2 separate regions of the Mus musculus genome follow, and region 1 is linked to region 2. The links are chromatin contacts, called in public HiChIP or PLAC-seq maps. All regions are on one chromosome and are shown on one strand. Each heading gives the region's core, a stretch centred on a gene start, on an enhancer-like site or on the middle of the called end of the contact. The rest is flanking DNA. Distances are from core to core; before and after follow the strand shown. Region 1 overlaps Ralgps1 (Ral GEF with PH domain and SH3 binding motif 1). Region 2 holds the start of Garnl3 (GTPase activating RANGAP domain-like 3).

What was found. HiChIP or PLAC-seq counts read pairs in DNA pulled down with a chosen protein or histone mark.
Region 1: a contact with region 2 is called in an H3K4me3 HiChIP or PLAC-seq map of bone marrow-derived macrophages, with 2.6 times the contacts expected there. The contact joins the enhancer-like site here to the promoter of Garnl3 in region 2. A contact is called at or near these places in 1 of 39 promoter capture datasets (epiblast stem cells), 2 of 484 Hi-C or Micro-C datasets (Th2 cells and nephron progenitors), 6 of 115 datasets of contacts at active chromatin or transcription factors (bone marrow-derived macrophages, cardiomyocytes, double positive thymocytes and 1 more) and 4 of 9 other capture datasets (adipose tissue, embryonic stem cells, macrophages and 1 more).

Annotation. Positions count from the first base shown.
Region 1 is chr2:33,240,274-33,246,302 of GRCm38.p6, forward strand. All of the region lies in intron 8 of Ralgps1 (Ral GEF with PH domain and SH3 binding motif 1), which reads right to left. It overlaps Angptl2 (angiopoietin-like 2), which reads left to right. Exons shown (of 5, transcript NM_011923.4): 3 at 1,927-2,120; 4 at 3,406-3,676; 5 at 5,814-6,029. The coding sequence ends at 6,013. Among named protein-coding and RNA genes, the nearest start is that of Angptl2, 27 kb to the left of the region's middle. Within about 2 kb of position 1,693, at least 9 of the 459 cell types and tissues checked have an H3K27ac peak or open chromatin away from gene starts, as enhancers often do. A contact at or near this core is called in bone marrow-derived macrophages and pancreatic islet, where this site is marked.
Region 2 is chr2:33,127,235-33,132,742 of GRCm38.p6, forward strand. Garnl3 (GTPase activating RANGAP domain-like 3) reads right to left here and starts at 3,385. Exons shown (of 30, transcript NM_001355200.1): 1 at 3,190-3,385. The coding sequence starts at 3,281.

The DNA of each region.
Region 1 (6,029 bases), core at 443-2,942, 110 kb after region 2:
CTTCCCCAGGACAGAAACTGGGGGAAAGCAAAAGCAGGAAGTGACATCAGGGGATAGAGGAGGGGAGAGAGGGCGGGAAGAAGGGAGGGGGGGAAGGGAGGGAAGAGGGAAGGAAGGAAGAAAGGAAGGAGGGAAGGGAGGAAGAAAAGAAGGGAAGAAGGGAGGAAGGGAGGGAGGGAGGAAGGAGGGAAGAAGGAAGGAAGGAGGGAAGGGAAGAGGGGAGAGAAGAAGGGAGGGAAGGAGAGAAGGGAGAGAGGGAGGGAGGGAAGGAGGGCAGGCGTGCTTTGTGCCTACATTCAGCACAGGTTGGGCACTTGGGGAACCTGCTTGTCCTGTGTGCAGAGCTTTGAAAGGCAAGGGTGTAGGAAGCACCTAGAGAATGAAGACAGCAGCACACTGACAGTCAGCATCCAGCTGAACTGGCACAGAGATGGACAAAGAAGCAGACGGTTTCTGTTCCCAATAGGCACTCCACACTGCTTGCATGGCCCAGTAAGTTTCCCAAATCTAAGCTTTAGCTGAACCAATAGGCTAGCTGAACCAAAGTGCTAGCCTCCAGGAACCTGCAAAGCTAGGCCTTCGAAGGAAAAGCTGGATGAACCGACACAGAGGGCTACCTTCCCACCCATGGAGAGAGAAAGAGAAGATCTCCAGAATTAGCTAAGAATGCTGGTAGAGTCTGGCCACCAGAGACAACCTACACTGCCCTAGGTTCCCCAGGCCTAGGGCAGCCTTTAGGGAATGGAACTCAATAAATAGCTGGCTTTATTGTTGTTTTTACCTTTGTTTCCTGAGACAGGACCTTATTACCAAGGCTGGCCTAGAACTCACTTCGTTACAGAGGCTGACCTTGAGCTCCTAATCCTCTTGCCACCACCTTCCAAGTGCTAGGATGACTGGCGTGCACCACTGCAGCCATCGACTGGATACTTATAGAAGGAACACACAAAGTAGGAAGCAAGTCCCATGTCCTAGAACATTTCATCTTAACGACTCAGTCTCAAAGGCGTTCTGAAAAGCACACAGCAAAGTATAATGATTATTTTAAACTATGCAGTCTACTAGGTAGGTCTTAAAAACCTCCAAAAGTTTCCTCCAATCACTGAGGAAGACCCCAACTTGACTAGACCTGATAACTCAAGTAAACTCAAGTAAACTCAAAACATAGGACATTACTAGAGGACAGAGAGCCAGGGTCAGGGGCTGAAAGACACATAGCATCTACAGGCTCCTAGAGTGGTTTTGGTGCCACCTGCTAAGGAGAACCACAGACTGGATTGGCAAAGCATAGCACTGAGCCCACAAGACACTGAAGAGTGTGGCCATGATCATTAGGCACATACTTAGTGCACCAATGGGAATGACTTCTTTAAAAATCACTCAAAGAGGGGATGGAGAGATGGCTCAAAGATTAAGAAAACTGACTACTCTTCCAGAGGTCCTGAGTTCAATTCTTAGCAACCATGTGGTGGCTCACAACCATCTATTATGGGATCCAATGCCCTCTTCTGGTGTGTCTGAAGACAGCTACAGTGTACTCACATACATAAAATAAATAATTTTTTTTAAAAGTCACTCAAAGAATAACCACCCAAATGATCTGTACTCTAATAGTTCTTCTGAATGAGGAAAACAATGACTCACCTACAAAAAAAAAAAAAAAAAAGCAGGGTGGAGGAGCAGTGAAGAACGGCCTCCTCATGGACACGAGAGGAAGTGAGAGCAGAATGGGGCTTGGAGTCCAGGCCTCCTGATTCTTGGCCTGAGCTCTTGCTTTTATAGTAGATGACTTCTCAAGGTTACAAAATAAACATCTGCCCCGTCAATATGTGTTCCTTAGCTCTTGTTAGAGTGTATACCTGTCTAGAACATAGCTAGATGTAGCCTGGCAGCAAACAGTTGTAACATACACATACTTGCCTACAGGTCCATGGAGAGACTGCCTGCAAGCCCTGGAAGATGGTCACAGCACCAGCTCCATCTACCTGGTGAAGCCTGAGAATACCAACCGCCTGATGCAGGTGTGGTGTGACCAGAGACATGACCCTGGAGGTTGGACTGTCATCCAGAGACGCCTGGATGGCTCTGTCAACTTCTTCAGGAACTGGGAGACCTATAAGGTGAGACCACTGGGCCTGTATGCATTGCCTGTAAGGTGACTGCACAGCAAGGACAGGACCATCTCTGCAAAGCCATCTGAGTGGTAAGGCCAGGCCTCTCCTTGTCTGCTGTACAGGAGAGGACAGAGAAGAGACAGGATCTTATCCCAGCTGGGGCCTCTGTAAGGTGGCTCTGCTCTTGAGGTCCAGAAGGGGAAGGTGGCAGGGTTCCAGGGCCTGGGAAGCCCCCTAAAAGCCACGCGTAGGGAACTCTGACAATAAGTGGGCCCTAACTACAAGGTCTATTCTCTGGGCCTCCCAGTGCCCAGGATACGGAATGCTTCTCCTTGTAAGTCAAGTGCAAGGGATCTCTCACACCTCCCACCCTGCTCTGAACCAAGAGGGGACAGTAAGGAGGGCATGAGCAGCTCAGGTCAATGGACACATGTCCTGTGTCAGGCACTGTAACTCTTGACTATGCCCTTGAGGGAGGTATTACTACAAAGTCACTTTGCAGGTGAGCAGGGAAAGTACCCTGCACGTGGCTCACAGCTACTGCGCAGTAAAGCAGCAACGGCAGCCGGGGGCTCCCAGCAGCCCCAACGCCTCCAGTCTTCTCCATCCTGGCTTGCCCCATCCGGGTAGCCTGTATATCTCCTGCTTGTCCCTCCTCCAAAGCCTAGCCTTGAGGTCCTCCTTGCACTCCTCCATGTTCTCAAGGTGATGGCACAGCACAGCAAGGGTTCACACATCCTATGGAGGCCGATAGTACCTGGTTCTGAAAACCACTTCAAAGACTTTGGGGGTCACTGCTCACTGATACCCCAAAGCACATATCAAATGAGTAACACAATTACTGAGTTTCAAACCTAGAAGGGCCAGGTGGATGTCACAGGCCTATCACAATTCTTAGCTGTGGCAGTCTATGCTAGAGCTTATGTATAACCCACACACATAACCCATCTCTAGAGAAGGCAACTGAGGCATGGGGGAGGCAATGGCTCTTATCTATGCAATGCTGGCTGCATACCTCCTCGGTGCCAGGCTCTTGAGTGACCACATCTTCCTGCCTTTGAGAAGTTACAGAATCCTCAGGCAATAAGAAATAGGCTCACATGACGGCAGGGAAAAGGTGTGCTCGTCAGATGTGTGAATGGCACATGACTGACAGTTACAAAGGTTCAGTAGCTCACCCAGACATAGAGCCTCATACACAGGTAGCAGGGATTGGAGCCCAGGCCTGCCTTACACTCTGACTATTCCTGGGACACAGACCCCTCACTGAATCTCTCTGGATCTTCCCCAGCAAGGGTTTGGGAACATCGATGGTGAGTACTGGCTGGGCCTGGAGAACATCTACTGGCTGACGAACCAAGGCAACTACAAACTGCTGGTAACCATGGAGGACTGGTCTGGCCGTAAAGTCTTTGCTGAGTATGCCAGTTTCCGACTGGAGCCAGAAAGCGAGTACTATAAGCTGCGGCTGGGGCGTTATCATGGCAATGCAGGCGACTCCTTTACCTGGCACAACGGCAAACAGTTTACCACCCTGGACAGGGACCATGATGTCTACACAGGTAGGAAACAAAGAACCAAACCTAGATGCTGAACAGGGATGAGAGATCCACCAACATTAGAGGCCCTGACCCCAAGGCCTGGAGCAAGAGGATGCCATTGTGTCAGGCAGCTTTACCAAGTCCTTCCTTCTGCCTACTGCCTTCAGACAATGACACTTACAAAAGCGGAAGCAGGGGTGCACAGATCTCAGATGAGGGCTGCCCTGGGCTAAGGCATGCATGCTTCAGGCTTCTCAGTTCTGAGAACACATGTTCACAGCCCACAGAGTCTGTGTCATGCATTCCACACTCCAAGGCTGCCCCCACCTCCTCAGCCATGCATCCACAGCATGCTGCATACTCTTGAATCCGGAAGTAAGGACAATGCCTCCTAGAAGGTCAGGGAACCTTACAAGAGCATCTGCCTCAGTGTGAGATTAGGACGCAGCATGCAGTAAGAATCTGCATGGGACTCTCTTACTGGGTACCTGTAATGTGAATGCAGTACTGTAAGAAAGCCACTAAGAGAAGCCAGGTAGTGGAGAAGTCATCTGTCCCTATTAGATCCTCAAAACCGGGTCTAGATTAAGCAAGAAACAAAGAAGAATCCAGAAAAATCCAAGATACACAAGTAGCTCAGCCCTAAGTATAAACACCCACAAGCATGTCCTCCATCCCAAGGCATGGTTTTGAAGTCTATCACTCAGGAACATTTCATGAGGCCCAGAGGCACTGTAGGTTGGCTAATTAGCAAGGTCCAGGGCTCCAGAGGCTGACACTACCTCTAGACTGAGTCTTTGTTTCTTAGGCAGGCCTAGCCCATCCTGCCTAGCCACCCACTATGTTCTGGTCTGAAAGAGGACCTTGTCCCTTTGAGGAGTGAGCTCTGGAGGCTATCTCAGAAATTTGCTTGTGCTTCAAGTAATTCCTGATATTAAGTCAGAGGAAACTCATCCCAGGTCCCTAAGACACACTCTAGTGGATAGTTTGCATAACTTCCAGGGTCGGGTGGAATAGGACCTACCACAGAGATCTAGCTGTCCATTTTGTCACTGATCTAACTCTGCTGTAAGGGCCACAGAAAAGCAGCCATTGCTCTGTAGTGTATGTGTAGGTGGGGGCAGGGGGCGGTCCTCTGAGCCAAAATTAGAAAAGCTTTCAGAAAAGGCAGAAGGATGGCCTTCGTGTGCCTGATGCTGGACCGTGGCGCTACAGCACGTCCTTGAAAGCTAGCATAGGGTAAGGAAACTGTCAGATGGGGTTCAATAGTACACAGGGCTGGGGCCAGGGTGTGGATAGGGAGACTGCTGGGGGCTCTCCCTGTCTGCCATTTGGTTCTAGTGTTAGGACATGGCTTAGCAGGAGCCCCAAGAAAATCTCTGGGAAATATGGGATGGCCGGGGTTAAGGCCTGGGCGTCCTGCTGCCTGCAACCTCCTTGCCCCCTCCTCCCATGACTTCTATGGAGACAGCTCCCCCTTGAGGAAGGGGTGCCTCTTAGGACCAGACCCCAGCTAAGTCCAGGTGACTGGGCTCTTGTCCTCCCTCTGTGGGACACCATGCCCCAGCATGCCTGCCATGCCCCAGCATGCCTGCCTGCACCCTGCCCACACTTCTGATTAGTGAACTGCTTGTCCTTGGCAGTAGAATGCAGTACCATGTGATAATGCCAAGGGTTTCATGGAAATACCCCTCTTTTACAAAATAACACAAAAAGTTATCTGGATAGAATTCAGGCTAGGGAGGCCAAGAAGGGCATTTCATCTTAAACCCTCCCTTTACCATTGTGAAAGAGTCTTTTCCAGCCCTTTCATCTCTTAACCCTGTCAGAGAGAGCCATTCTCCCTTTCCCCAGCCCCCAGCAGGCCACTTCCATTTTCACCTGAGTGGAACCCAGGCCAAGGGCTAAGCATGGCCCTCATTTATCCTCACAGCAGCGGTCCTGTGTGGTGAGCATTATTCTTGTCCTTTTTAATGTGGAGAACACAGAAACTGGGAGAGGCGAAGCTGCCTATCTGTAATCTACCATCAGCTTACAAAGCTAAGCTGCAAAGGCAGGCCTCCTACTGAGGGTTCTGCAAAGACCCTGAGCACACGCACTATGGATGGGGCAAACCCACTTCCTTCTAAACATGCCTGACACCATTCTCTCCCTACAGGAAACTGTGCCCACTATCAGAAGGGAGGATGGTGGTATAACGCCTGTGCTCACTCCAACCTCAATGGGGTCTGGTACCGTGGGGGCCATTACCGGAGCAGATACCAGGACGGGGTCTACTGGGCTGAGTTCCGAGGAGGCTCTTACTCACTCAAGAAGGTGGTGATGATGATTCGGCCCAACCCCAACACCTTCCACTAAGCTCTCCCTGCCTGGC
Region 2 (5,508 bases), core at 2,135-4,634:
GACACACACATATACACACAAAGATAAAATGAGTAGGTAAATATGGCTAACACTCATTCTCAAAGGGACTAACCATGAGGCAAGGGTGTTTAAACTTGATACAGTTGGCCAGGAGAAGTAACTGAGGCATACAGAGGTGGCAAGGCTTCCCCTCCTAGTTATGTTCCAAAAGCAGCCGAGAAGCTCTCAGACAGCTGCAGGCCTCTGGATCAATGGGCTTGGTCTAAGGAGCCATGCACCCATTCGGTCAAGATGTAGATAAGAGGGTCTGACACTGAGCCAGAATCATGAGGTCATTTGGATTACTGAATTAAGGAAGCTGTTTTTAGAACAACAAAGATAATGGAGAACTACTTTATATGCTAACTGTAAATTTTCATTAAACATGGAGAAATTGTAGATGACTATCTATTTAAGTAAAGAGATTCTTTTACATGAGTATAAACAAGAGGAAGAAATCAGTGGCTCTAAAGTTTAAGACAATAGTCACCACACACACAAATGCGCGCACACACACAAACACACACTCACTGGAAAACCACCACACAGAATGTGAAAAGGCAAATAATTAACTGGAAAAAAAAATCTGCTATATATTTACCGCAAAATTCCCCTTAATAAATAAAAAAAAGTTTTAATTCTACTAGGAAAGGATAAATATTCCAAAGGAAAATGATGATCATATATACAAATACCTTAAAATAAGTAAAAAAATATGATTTATGAGAAAAGCATCATTACTAAATAAAGAAATTCAAATGACAAGGTATCACTTTGGCAAATATAATAATAATGCCTAGGAGAGCACTCTGGAATCCTGCTGCAGAAGACTTTAAGAGGCTCTTTTGTCCTGACCCATAATTCCCATCACTTTCATGATCTTATCTTATGGGCCAGTGATGTCTTCACACACAAGTGACTATACATAAATGAACTGCATCTCTAGGAAGAGTGAAAGTAGTAAAAGATAGGCTAAAAATAGTTAGACATCCATATAGTAGGAGATCACACAGCAACTGAAAAAAAATTTTTAAGGAATATGTAAGGATTGCTTCCAGGGTTTATGATGTGCTGAGTGAAAAGTCAATTAAAATGATAAATATTCATGGAGAAAAGGCCAATTATATCTATAGTGGGATTATGAATCAATAAACTATCCACTGGGTGTGGTGGTCTTTAATCCCAGCACTTAAGGGGCAGAGGCAGGCAGGTCTCTGTGAGTTCCAGGACAGCCTGATTTACATAGTGAATTTCAGGCCAACCAGGGCTATATGAGACTATATATCATCAATACTACCATCAAAATAATTTAATTATCCTGTTTATGTTCTTCTTGCATTTTCAAATTTCATTCAATAAATTATTTTTAGAAGAAAAAAAGAAAAAAAAAAGCTAATCCTAATTATCTCACAAGCCACTAGATAATGTCATGGTGTATCAGAGAACAAAAACACCTGGAGGCTTGTAAGTCATTTCAGTTCTTGAAGAATATGGTCATGAAGACAAAGGGGAAGGAAGTCTAATTTTTATGCCAGCACTGTCCACTATGGTACGCATTTCTCAGTCCTCCTAAGGCTCTTATCAGAATTGCTGGAGCAGATGTGTCAAGGACTGAGCCTGAGAAAGCTAATTAATGCTGGCTGAGGGGGTAGTGCTGGGATCAATGTGGTTACTTGCATTGAAGGCTAAGCACAACTCAACACTCAGGTGTCTTGGCGAGGTGTTCCACAGCCACAGGTGTCTGTGGCTCCCGGACTGCATGGGCTGCATTACAGAACCATTCCTTCATGTCCGGAAGTTCTGTAGCAGCACTGTCCTAAGCAGGCTGCCTCAGACCTGAGAGATTCTCTTTGCTCCAGTCTCTTGGTATACCTCTTCCTATTCTTCATGCTCAAGCCATAGAGATTGTTAGCTGCCTGGGTCTCCTATGGAAGGGAAATGTTCCACTCAGGTCACCACACAAATATTTAGAACCTTCTTGGCAGATGCCCAGGTGCTGATCACACAAAGCTAAGCCTAGAGTTCAAGAAAGACTTTCAAAAAGAATTGATGAGCAGTTCTACAGCCTGAGGGAGGAGTGCCCAAGCCCTTCAGGCTCTGTGATGGGCCAGGCTTGAGGCAGCTGTGGTGATGGGGAAGAGGCTAGGGCAGCGGCTAGAGCAGCCTTGATATCTGTCCTTACCACACAGCATCAGAACTGCTGGAGCAGTGTGTCAAGGACTGAGTCTGAGAAAGGCCAATTAAGGGCATCACACCTTCCTTTAAGGATCTTGGCTGGTTTGCTTTGTGCCTTAGCAAATGAACTCTCTTTTCCACCTCAGTGGAGGTTAGAGTCCTACATCTTTTTTCTCTTCCTCGTCCCTACCCATGCTATGGCAATTAAAAACTCAGGGGTGCAGGCAGCAGTAGGCTAGGAGGAAGGGGGTTGGCTTCAGGATACCCTCCCTAAGGCCATTATTACAGAATACTGATGAAAATCTGGCCCAGATGGTGGTGCTGGAGTCATTCTGAAAGGAATGAGTCCACCTGGAAGCAGGACCCATTTCAAGTTACAAGGAATTCCTTGGAGGTGGGAGTAAGCCGGGGATAGGCATGGGCAAGAGCCGCAAAGGGAAGGGCGTGTCCGGCAGCAGCCAAGCTTCACCTACGGCCAGGCTGGTTCCTCAGGAGGGCGCCAGTTAAGGAAGGTAAGTCCGGGAGGGGCACGGACAACCTGGGAAAGAGAAAGGACCTAGGAACTATGCAGGGTGCCCCCCACCCCAACCACAGATGGGCGGGGCCATAGGCAGCAGGTGGCCAGGCACTTGGGGTGCGAGGATGGATTATAGAAAGCAAGAGAAGCCTAAAGGGTGTCCTTTTGGGGGCTTAGGGGTTCCGACCTTGTCCTTGAGCATTTAGAAGCAGGCAGGTCGCGTTCTCCACAGCCCAAGACCTCCCTGAGCCGTAGTGTGCAGGGCCTGTCACAGGGCCGAGGCTTCGGACGTCCACATCATCTGCCGGCCGGACACAGGTCTCTAGCCCTCCCGCTGGGCACTCCCTCAGCGTGGCCCGGCCGCTCTACTGGGCTCTGCGCCGACTCCCTCCCACGCCGCGGCCTCGCCACACTCTGTCCCCTCACACCGCCAACCCCCACGTGGCCTACTCCCCTCTCCCACCCCTAGAGGCTGCACCCCTCCGGGGCAACGGTACCTGGGACTCTCAAAGCTGCACCCCCTGCGCCGCAGCGCCGCCCTCTTCTGCCGCAGGAGCGCAGCGGCAGCCCCGCCGGGTTCCTGCTCCATCGCCCCGGGCGGGGGCCGACGGCTCGGGCACACTCGGGTGGGCTCGGGCCTCGGCGGTGTTCGGCCGGACGCTCAGCTAGCGCGCCGCAGCCCACGCCCCGCCCCGCACCCCTCACCGGACCCAAGCCCCGCCTCTGTCCCGCCCCAAACTCCAGCCCAGCCTGGGACCTCAGGCCCCGCCCCGAACTCCAGCCTAACCACGCCCTCAGACTATTCGCGGGGTCCAAGCCCCGCCCCTACTCTAATCAGGTCCCTTGAACACGCCTGAGGCTTTAGGCCCCGCCCCTACTCTAACGGCCTAACCACGCCTCTGGCTTTAGGCCTCACCTCTGCCCCGCCCCCATTCTAGCAGGTACGCCTCTTCCGAACCTCTGGCTTTAAGCCCTGCCCCTAGCCTAGCGAAGTTTGCCTCATCTCTCCGGAGCTAGTCTCCGGAACCTCCCTGATCTCCTACCGAATCCACTCCCTTTGGTCCTTTTTGAGGCCTTGGCCCTCCCCCTGCCTCGCCCCTAATCTAGAAGATCCTCCCTCACCACTCAGCTGGGTTTAGGCCCCGCCCCCTCACCGCCCCAACCCAGTCTATTTGAATTAGGTTCAGGTCCCGCCCCTGTCCGCCTTTGCCCCGCCCCAATCACGCAGATCTCCTCTCAGCTCTGCTCAGGCTCCACCCGTGCCCCGCCCCAAGTACCAAGCCTTACCTATCAGTGGGCTCAGGCCCCACCCCAAACCCTTATCCAGTCAGTCCCTTTGCCCTTCAGCTTTGCCAAGGGCCCGCCCCATCTCTTAGCCAAACCCACCTCACTCCCTAGTCTGGGCACAGGCCACGCCCCGAGCTAACGATCTCCGTTTCTCCGGCCCTTCTCAGACCAGTGCAGGCCCCACCCTGCCTCTACACCAGCTCCAGCCACGCCCCTCCTGAACTGGCCTCACCAAGATCTTCTACCCGCGCTCCCTCCGTTCTTCTGTGTAGCGCACGCAGGCTCCCAATGCCCACTGGATCCTCAACTTCGTCGGGTCCACGGCCCATCACTCCCGCTCCTTACCATTCCCACAGATCTAGGCCCTTCCCACCTACCCCTCCAGCACAGAGCGCTCTATCGGCCCGCCGCTCCACAGCTCCGATTGCTGGATTCTCTGCTGACCCTCCTCACCTCAGCACCTCTTGGTCCTTTCTATCGTAGCACCGCCTTCTTTTGGGGGCCGCCTTTCTCCACATCCCGCCCACAGGCATGGCCCCCAACCCCGGAGCTCCGCCTCTTTTCTCTTGAAGCTGAGGTCTGTACTTAGAGCAATTTTGTTCTCTCGTCCCTTGGCTATTCCACCCCAAGAGCCCTCTAGCTTCCCCGCCTACAAGTCCCGCCTATCTAGCCCCGCCCATGTCGCCTCTTTCTCACTTCAGGAGTGCCTGGATGGTGCGGGTCTTCCTGCCTGAACTGGGGTCCACCATGAGGTTTGCGCTACCTCAGGATCTAACCAGTCAGCAAAAGGAGGTACTACTGTCTCCTGGTGGCTGTTTGTGGTCTGACACAGTGAGGCTGAGGGGAGCTTTGGTTGTCTACCAGTTGTGGGTTCAGGTTTTCATTCATAACCTTCCAATTTTGTGACAGCTCTAACCTCCACCCCTCATTTCCTCCCCGAGTCGGATGCATCATCTGAGTTCTGTAACATTGCACTGTAGTTGGGTGTGGAAATTCATCTGAGTTTAAGTAAGGATGGCTTTGCCATCTATTTCTAGTTCAGTTTCTGTTGCTGTGATCAAAAGCACCTTAGGGAAGAAAGCCTTTATTTGTCTTACAGGCTACAGCCCATCATCTGGGAAGTCAGAGCAGGAGCTCAATGTCCCAAGCAGAAACTGAGGTCTGTACTTGGAGCAATTCTGCGTCTCTTGTCCCTTGGCTATTCAGCCCCAAGAGCCCTTTAGCTTCCCCTGCCCTACACAAGCCCCGCCCACGTTGCCTCTTCCTCACTTCAGGGGTGCCTGGATGATGCGGGTCTTCCTGGCTGAAGCGGAGTCCACAACGAGGTACAACAGTTTGGAGCTGGAAGGGTGAGGAACTCAAGAACTGAATCAGCACTTAACAGATTTTCCTCTGGCTTGCTCACCTTCTTTTCTTATCTAGCCAAGTACCACCTGCCCGGGATACTACCACCTACAGTGGGCTTAGATCCTTCACAGCACCCCACCACCACTACCAAAAGCCCTCACAGACCTGTCTACAGGCTAATC